3 separate regions of the Anas platyrhynchos genome follow, and all the other regions are linked to region 2. The links are chromatin contacts, called in public Hi-C maps. All regions are on one chromosome and are shown on one strand. The core of a region is the stretch at or near the end of the contact, and the rest is flanking DNA. Distances in the headings are between cores, read along the strand shown.

What was found. Hi-C and Micro-C count contacts between places; a contact is called where the count stands out from the background.
Region 1: a contact with region 2 is called in a Hi-C map of subcutaneous adipose tissue, with 2.0 times the contacts expected there. The contact joins two enhancer-like sites. A contact is called at or near these places in 5 of 8 Hi-C or Micro-C datasets (F1 follicle, F5 follicle, liver and 2 more).
Region 3: a Hi-C map of subcutaneous adipose tissue shows a contact between it and region 2, with 6 times the contacts expected there. The contact joins two enhancer-like sites. A contact is called at or near these places in 6 of 8 Hi-C or Micro-C datasets (F1 follicle, F5 follicle, liver and 2 more).

Annotation. Positions count from the first base shown.
Region 1 is chr3:38,218,909-38,221,608 of IASCAAS_PekinDuck_T2T, reverse strand. No RefSeq gene overlaps it. Among named protein-coding and RNA genes, the nearest start is that of TRNASTOP-UCA, 3.5 kb to the right of the region's middle. Within about 2 kb of position 1,313, at least 4 of the 8 cell types and tissues checked have an H3K27ac peak or open chromatin away from gene starts, as enhancers often do. A contact at or near this core is called in subcutaneous adipose tissue, where this site is marked.
Region 2 is chr3:38,527,529-38,530,228 of IASCAAS_PekinDuck_T2T, reverse strand. No RefSeq gene overlaps it. Among named protein-coding and RNA genes, the nearest start is that of PLB1, 4.3 kb to the left of the region's middle. Within about 2 kb of position 1,323, at least 2 of the 8 cell types and tissues checked have an H3K27ac peak or open chromatin away from gene starts, as enhancers often do. A contact at or near this core is called in subcutaneous adipose tissue, where this site is marked.
Region 3 is chr3:38,199,960-38,202,659 of IASCAAS_PekinDuck_T2T, reverse strand. LOC119716379 (a long non-coding RNA gene) reads right to left here. Exons shown (of 2, transcript XR_011808179.1): 1 at 1-2,700. Among named protein-coding and RNA genes, the nearest start is that of TRNASTOP-UCA, 15 kb to the left of the region's middle. Within about 2 kb of position 1,394, at least 6 of the 8 cell types and tissues checked have an H3K27ac peak or open chromatin away from gene starts, as enhancers often do. A contact at or near this core is called in subcutaneous adipose tissue, where this site is marked.

The DNA.
Region 1 (2,700 bases), core at 64-2,563, 310 kb after region 2:
AGCACTTCCAACTCTAAACCATAATGGAGCAAATGTGAAGAGGAACTGAGAAGCTTTAGTGTGAAATAAAAAAAAAAAAAAGGGTGAAGGGGCACAAAAAAAGAGAACGGACCCATGGGACATTGAATCTCCTCCTCTGCTGTCATGATATCCTACAACTGATTGAGATCTGTCTTCAGTTTTTTACTCCCGTTGCTCCTCTTAGGAGGTTATTCTGAACTTCACTCTGCTGCTGTTTTGAAGGCTTCTGCTTCTTTGCAGCCCAAATTTATTTATGACCAGTGTATACTTGTTTTAAGATCTTTCCATTTTTAAACTCTAACCTGTTATTAGCCGCATTTAGTAAAAGTTTAGGGCATAATTCCTTTCCTCCAAATATGTGTGTTCTGTTATGCTAACATTGTCCCTTTCCTTTTTTATTTTTAACTTACAGCAAAGCAGGATAATACACAAAGACAAGATGAAACAAATGTTTCAGGCCTACATTACAATTCAGACAGAAATTTAAATTAGCTGAAGACATCAGAACAAAATGCTTTTTAAGTGCTTCCGTGCTATCAGCTACTCAAGGGATAGTTACAGGTAATATGCCTTTCACTGCCTATTGCTTCCCTTACAGCCTTTGATGTGATCTTATTAAGAGAGATTCCCTTTAGGAATGTGCTCAGAGCACTAAGCCTTGAGAGCTTGGCGTCCCAGAGGCCAGATTCCAAACTTGGTTGAGATATTTGTGAAAATAGGACTGTTGACACACAGAGACTATCGGGATATATCTCAAAGTTGTGCTGTATGTGTCATTTGTGCTTTATATTCCAATAAAAGATTTACATTTCTGAATTAGTTTTTCTTCGGGCCGATTCCAAAATTAGACGTAGAGAATGTCCAAACTAACTTCAGTAAAAAGGATGCCAGTTGGAACACTTTTCTAGTGAAAAAATGGGTTTGAAGAGAACAAATATTTTCATAGAAAGTGTTTGCTTTCTTCCAAACGTGACCCCTTCTCATAAACCCAAAAAGCTTAAAAGCAAACTAGATTTGATTGTTGGCAATTTTGGGATTGTTCCCCTCCCATTCCCTGAGCATTTTCCAATGGAAAATATTCAGGGTTTGGGTTTTTTAGCCCTTTGCTAAAATGTCAACATTTTCCAAAGGGTGAAGGAGGGGAAAAAGAGAAGAAAAGAAAAACATGTTCTGACCAGCTCCAGTCAGAGCCAAATGGCTCAATCCTGGATTTGGTCAGGCAAGTATGCTGGAGGGGAGAAAATGGGAGTGCCTTGGTTCCAAGCACAGTCTGGCTGGGCTGAGGACTGTGCATCACGATCCATTTGTATGAGTCATTCCAGTCGACATTTCACCAGGGGAGTGTGTGTAGTGGCTTTTAAGCACTTCAGGTCAATATGTTAGTTGCAAACGCTGCCTTGCTGCTTACTACGGCCACTCTGGCTCTCTGCGTGCGTGTGGGATGCACACAGGTACATTCTGTTCGAGTTCAGGTTCTCCAATATTTCCATGACGTCTCTAACTCACAGAGACAACAATAACACCTGGCACCTATCCAGACCTGTGAATTCAGCTCTTCATCATTCATAAAAGAGGAGAAAGAAGAAAAAATTGGCCTTCAAAAGCCCCAGCCAGCTATGGAATAGGGAGAAGCACTGGCAGAGCTGACACAGAGGCTGCTAAACATGCGCATGCACCATCCTGCTTCTGGTGGGAAAGGATTGGCTTCATTTCCCCAACGTGCTGCTGATCCCCACCTGCCTGCTCGGTGTCCAGAAAGCCATCCTGCTGCACTTGGGCACCTCCAGATCTGATGAAGGCCAGGGCCATCTTTGCTTCTGCCTCTCCAAGGTGTCTCCCAGAGCTGCAACAGGAGAGCTGGTGTATGGCTGTGTACCCAGATCAGGTCTTTGTCCCCCTCTAGTGACTTGACTGAAAAAGAAGTTTTCTGAGTGCTACTCCCTCCAAGTGAGACTGTCATTACTTCAGGCCAGGATGTTGAATGGTTTCCTTTCCGAAGGCTAGCAGGACATCTAAGCACCACCAGCAGGTCATGTAGTTGTACGCACTACGACATTATCCATTACCAATGTAAACAGTAATTAGGAGCTTGACTTTCTGCTCCAACAGGCTGCGTGTGCCTGCTTCCCTCCCGTGGAGGCTGGCGGTCACAGACTTCAAACGACGTCCCGCGCTCGGCCCTCCAGGAGACCCGGCCAGGTCCACGGTCACCGTGCAAGAGCTCCAGCAGCGGGGCTCCCGTGCCCAAACTCTTGCTGAGTCACAGCCCAGTCACCCATGCGCTTCATGAGTCGCGTCAGCCATCTGTCACCAGCACATCCTCCTCGCCGCTCTGTGACTCCACGGGGAAAACAACAGGAGGCAGATTGCATTCTGCTGAGAAGCCGGGCTCTCGTGCATCGTGCCGCTGAGTAACCCCTGGCTTGCCTCCTAAGCAGCGGTAAAGCCTTTGGCTCCTCTTCGGTTGGCCCTTTGTCAGGGAAGAAAGTGACACTCAGGTTCAAACGCCGAACGCTTTGGCTGACTAATGAGTGACTGCAAACAAAGCAGACTCAGGCAAGACATTGATAGTATTTTGTAAAACCTCCCAGCTACACACAAGTCATCTACACCGGCCTCTACGCCGGCGCTCGCCTCAAACCAGCAGCTAAACACAGGGAGCCCTTCTTCCTATGGCCT
Region 2 (2,700 bases), core at 74-2,573:
TGCTGTGATTCTCTTTGAAATAGAAACAGTAGCATTCCCTTTCTCCCATCCTTTTCCATCAAGTTATAAAATTCCTCAAGCAGTTCCAGCATTATACTGTTTGTATTCACACCACAAAAGGTTTTGTTTGTTTGTTTGTTTTGTTTTGTTTTTCAGCCAGAGCTGGGACTGCAGCAACAGCGTGGGAAACTCCTGACCCTCCTGTGCTCTCTCAAGCTCTTTCTACAAGAAGGTGCAATGCACAGGCTCCTTAGGGTCAGCCTGTATAGGTTCCAATGCATCGCAGGCTCGCAAAGTCCACGTACCCACACCCTAAAAAATCCTCTGTTAACCTCACTCGCCTGTAGAAGCTTGTTTCTCAGCTTGCCTCTACAGGTCAGAAAACATATCCCTTTGACCTCCATGAGGCAGCCCCAGCTGTGCTATATTCCTTTTGCATTATTAATGCCTGTGTTGCCCTTGAAATAGAGAAGACTACCAAGTGGTAACATAGTTTGTGAGATGGGGGAAAGGTAGTAAGGCTGCTTTTCTTCGCAAGCAATGAGGCTTTTTGACCCTTCTTACTGCAGTTGTTCCAAACACAGACCATTGAACTTCAAGTTCCTGGCAAATGATCACTTTTTGCCTGGATCCAGCAGAGGCACCTGGAGCTAGGAGCATAAGGCTCAGCATGCTCCCTTGACGTACTTTACACACCACAAGCTGTGGCAAACGCGTCCTCCCACTTGTAGTATTCACCATCTACACAATGCTCTGAGATGCTCTCACCTGTTTTGTGGCTAAAAAAGAGTCAGGCATGGCCTGTCCAGGTGCTCTGTGCCTTCTCACTTGCCAGCTTTTTCACCTGGTGAGTGGAACCACATTTGGGCAAGCCTGGGCAGTAACAGATTCAGTGCCTGCAAATAAGTGGATTAAAAGGCCTTTGAAACCAAGCGCAGCTATTTTCCTTAAGGACCATGCAAAGGCAAGCAGCAAAAGCCTTCGCTAACTGTGCAGAGGTCCTCGCAGAAGCTAAATTCCCTTCTGTGAGATGAAGAAATCCCAGGTGAACAACAAGCAACCACCACCATGTCAATCTTGCACCCAAAGTCACGCAGCCCTCAGCGCTCCTGGAAGGGGAGCGGCTCCCCAGGCACAAAATAAATAGGAGGGGTGAGCATATAGAAACAAGAGATGCCAGGCAGGCACAGGAATATTTACAGTGCAGGTGGAAAGGAGTATCAGTGCTCCACCTGGAGAGCAAGGCCCTGGGACGGCCCACTGGCGCCCATGGCCACCTGCATGGCGAGGCCAAAGCTTGCTTCTGGCTGCTGTAACTCTCACAGCTGCCACCAGAGGACACCAAATTCCTACAACATTTAGCTCCTGAGACCAACACGTTCCCGGCCCCTGTGGCTGGGAACGGGGAAAAACACTCCTATGGTTGTGGAGCAGCAGTTCCAGTCCTCAGGAGGAAAGCCTAGGCCAGGGGACCCTTGATGAGAGCTGGTGGTGTCTGCTGGTGCAGTCCGCTGCTGTAGCTCTGCTCCTGCCCTTACAGCCAGAAACTGATCTCAAGCTTGCATATTTCCAGGGACTCCATGCTCTGAAGACCTGTAATAATACAGAAAATATCACTGATTCAAACCACCGCTAGATGATCGGAGACCAACAGCCACTGCCAGCTGAACAGATGCTCTTATTCCATATTTTCATTGAAAGAACCTTCCAAAATTCACAGCTTTGCCAGGCTTCATCCTGACATTTCAGCTGAATATTGCAAGAATGCCATCAAGTGCCGGAGGCCTTTGTTTTTAAGACGGAAAGGCTGGGCTCTGGAACCAGCTATGGGTGCAGGCATGGGCCTGTGCATAGGATTTTCTGAACAATTAATCTGCACATTATTATTTCAAGTGATCTCAATAAATTGCAAAAGCCACTCAGAATCAGCTGGATAAAATTCAATAAAAACACAGCAAAGTACTATGATCAGGAGGGAGAAATTAAATTCACAAATGAATGACTTGGAATAATTGCCTAAGCAGCAGTATTACGGCAAAGAATCTGGAGGAATTAGAGTGGATCATGTAATAAATATGAGTCAATGGTATGCTGCTATTGCAAAAAAAAAAAAAAAAAAAAAAAAAAAAGAAATCCTACAAAACATTTGTTTGGGGATATGCAAATGGGGTGTCATAAGCATGTCATGGAAGGTCATTATTATGCTTTATCCTGAAGAATGCTCACTCGTGCTAAATGCTGTGCCAGATCTGGAGCACTGCGCTTTCAGAAAGACAAAGTAGACCAGCCAGCCCAACAGGAAGCTTAACCCAGAAGGAAAGCTGGATTGACTGGGGGAGCATTTCCAAGAGGGGCGATGAGAAGGAGGACAGCCTCCCCAAACACAGGGGGCTGTTCTAGCACACAGCAAATAATGCGGATCTCTTTTCCCTGGTGGCCCAGAAGACACACAGAGGGGTACTAGACCAGTGTGCGACAAAGACAAGACACCAAGCCTGGTGCTGGCTGGGGTTTCATCCCATCAGGCAACTCCATTTTTCTTACTTAAGAGGGAAGGCAGGCAGGTGGGGGATGGGAGGGATCACGAGTTTTGATGTGACAGCTGGTGACAACCTGGAAACTTGCTTTTAGGGGAGGAATGGTCCTTTTAACACAACAAAGCGGCACACCCAAGAGTGCATACACAGACCACACCTACTG
Region 3 (2,700 bases), core at 145-2,644, 330 kb after region 2:
TCCTAAAGTAAAGTGTGTTGTAATTACACCGTTGTATCATCACTGCCATCGTGACAGTGGCATATAACAACAGTGAACTCTGTTTAATTAACATTTTTGTTATATTTTTAGGAACAAAGGTACCCAAAACATAAGAGGGGAAAAATAAAAAAAAAATATGAAACAGCAATTTTTCAAAGGCTGCCTAATTTTCACCAGGCTGTGTAGAAAAGAGCTCTCTTTGCCTTCAGGTTAAACCTGGAGATTGTAAGATTACGCTAATTTTGCTATATGAAATCATGGAAGCACTGGATAGATTTTGCAGAGGAACACCACTGCAAGTGTGTTCAGTTGTACCGGTCCTGGTGGTGTAACGTCTCTTGGGAACGGTGCTGTTGAATGTTCACTGTGTGAGTGGCACAGAAAGGTGTCTGACAGCTGCAAACCTACGTTTATGTGCAGGAACATAATTTCTTTGGTGAGGATGAGAATTACAGTGCTCCAAGTCACCTGACCCATCTGTCTGGTCTAATCATAGCTCCATTCTTTACCTCTTTCAGGCTGTTAACCTCTGACTCTTACTATAGCCTGAGCTTCATTTCTATCAACACAGACACCACATTAGCATCAGAATACGTAGGCCAGGGCTTGGTGATGAGCACTGACATAATGAGTATCTTGTTACCTGTGTGAGTCTGGTGGGACCACCACTGCACTACGTGATGTATGACTTGGGTATCTGTCTGTCTGTCCCGCCCGCAGCAATGTGCGTGTACGCATTGGGATGGCTCTGGTGCTGTGGTGATGATTTGCTATTGTTCTTGTTCTTTGCTCCACACCTATGAGGGTCTCCCACGCACCTGCTGCATGTGCTCCTATGTGAGGTGTGAGCAGGCTCACCTGGGGGAGCTGATTGCTCTGTGTCTGGGCTCATTGCTCGCCTACCAGGGACCTAGGACACAGCTGAGTAGTAAAAGTTTTTCAGAAACAAACTCCAGAAAACTATCACTGAATAAATCTAGCAATGCTGGCCGTGGTGTGGAAGCTAAGACAATTTATTTCTGCGTTGCCTCACCCGAGTGCAGTCAGGCTGGGTAGAGGCCCTGCTTCCATACCTCTGGAGGGCCAGGACCCTGGTGGCGGGCTGTGACAAGTGCAGTGCCCCTCACACAGTGCTGGGCAACGAGAAGGCAGCCCTGGGTGGGATTTAGGGACACAATCCCGGGCTGTAAGCGCTGAGGAGGGAGCATGTGGAGCTTGGGATCGTGCCCCTGGCTGCCTGCCTGGGAGCCACCCAGACCTTTGGCTAGCAAGGCGCAGCTTCCTGCTAGGTGCTTGCGTATGTGCTCGTCAGCCCGAAGCGGCTCCGAGCTGCTCTGTGGCAATCCCAGTTCCTGCCATCAGCCCACGGGAACTCAGAGCTGGGAAAACCCCCAAGCGCCTCACCCACCCGCCAGGCCTGGCTGGGAAGGGCTGAGCTGCTGTAGAGGCCAAGTCGTGGTCTATTGTGCCCTCTGGGGACGGCTCGTGTGTAACACAGGCAAGATGAAGCCTGCACGGCTTCTCACTGGGTTTCTCCCAGCCGGGGACCCTCCGTGGGTCAGGTTTATAGGACAGGAGCCAGCCAGCCCCTGCCTCTGCTCTGACAGTGCCTCCTAGCTCAGAGGTTTTACCCTAGAAGCAAAGGGACGTCAGGGAGGAGTGTGTGGTAAAATGTCCGTGACATTATTCCGCTCCCATCCCTTCTCCTGCCCCCTTTTCCTACTAATTTTAGTGCTAGCGTGCTTGCATGCAGAGCTTGCTGTTTCTGATCCCGAACTCATTTCCTCCTTCCCAAGGCCGTTTTCATCCTTGTTTATATAGCCACGCTGCCTGCAGAACTGTTCCAACTGGGATTTCTGGTGGAGAGCTTGCCAGTAACTGTCCATAGTTGTAAGAAACCGATAAAGGTTTCAGCATTTGGCCCTGGCTTTTAGAAGAGCCAGGGGAATGCACAGATGCAGCGTGCTGTCAGAGTTCAGAAAGCAGAGGACAAATGACAGGCTTGTGACTTATTCTTGTTAGAGAAGTCTTCCTTGGCAGGTTTAGTGATCTAAGCCTTTGGGGCAGAGGCTTCTGAGGACAGGTCGTCTTGTTCTCCTCCTCCAAGTGCCATTTGACTGGGTGCTCGGACCCCTTCTGCTGGCTTCTGGCTGGTTTGTGGCCACAGACCCTGAGTCATGAGAGCACTCTTTGTTTCTCCAGCTATTTTAAGGGCCGTGTGTTTTACTTCCGAGCCTTCCTCTGAGGACTCTGCTATATTTTTACTGCTGCAGAGGTCTCAGGCAGTACTCGTGTGTCTCTCCCCAGCCTTCCCTGTCGCACTAAGAGCATCTCCACAGCACAGGTTTGCCCAATGGCTTCAGTGGACACAGAACTGTTGTCCCCTGACTGAAGAGCTGGAGGTGGGGTATGTGAGGCTGCTGGGCAGTCCTGGCAGTTCTGTGAGGCATCACTGGTGTCCAGCTGGTATTTTCTTATGGAAATTTGAGAGCTCTGGCCAGGCCTGCATGAGGCACTGTGGCCAGGAGCCCCCCAGGCTGGCTCAGCCAGGTCAGAGCATGAGTGCAGCCAGGCTGTTCGCACCGAGGCACCCTGCTCATGCCAGGGATGAACTGCAAGGCAGCAGGATCAGACTTGCTCCTTCTGGAAATTCTTCCTGGAATTTCTTTCCCCAGTGAA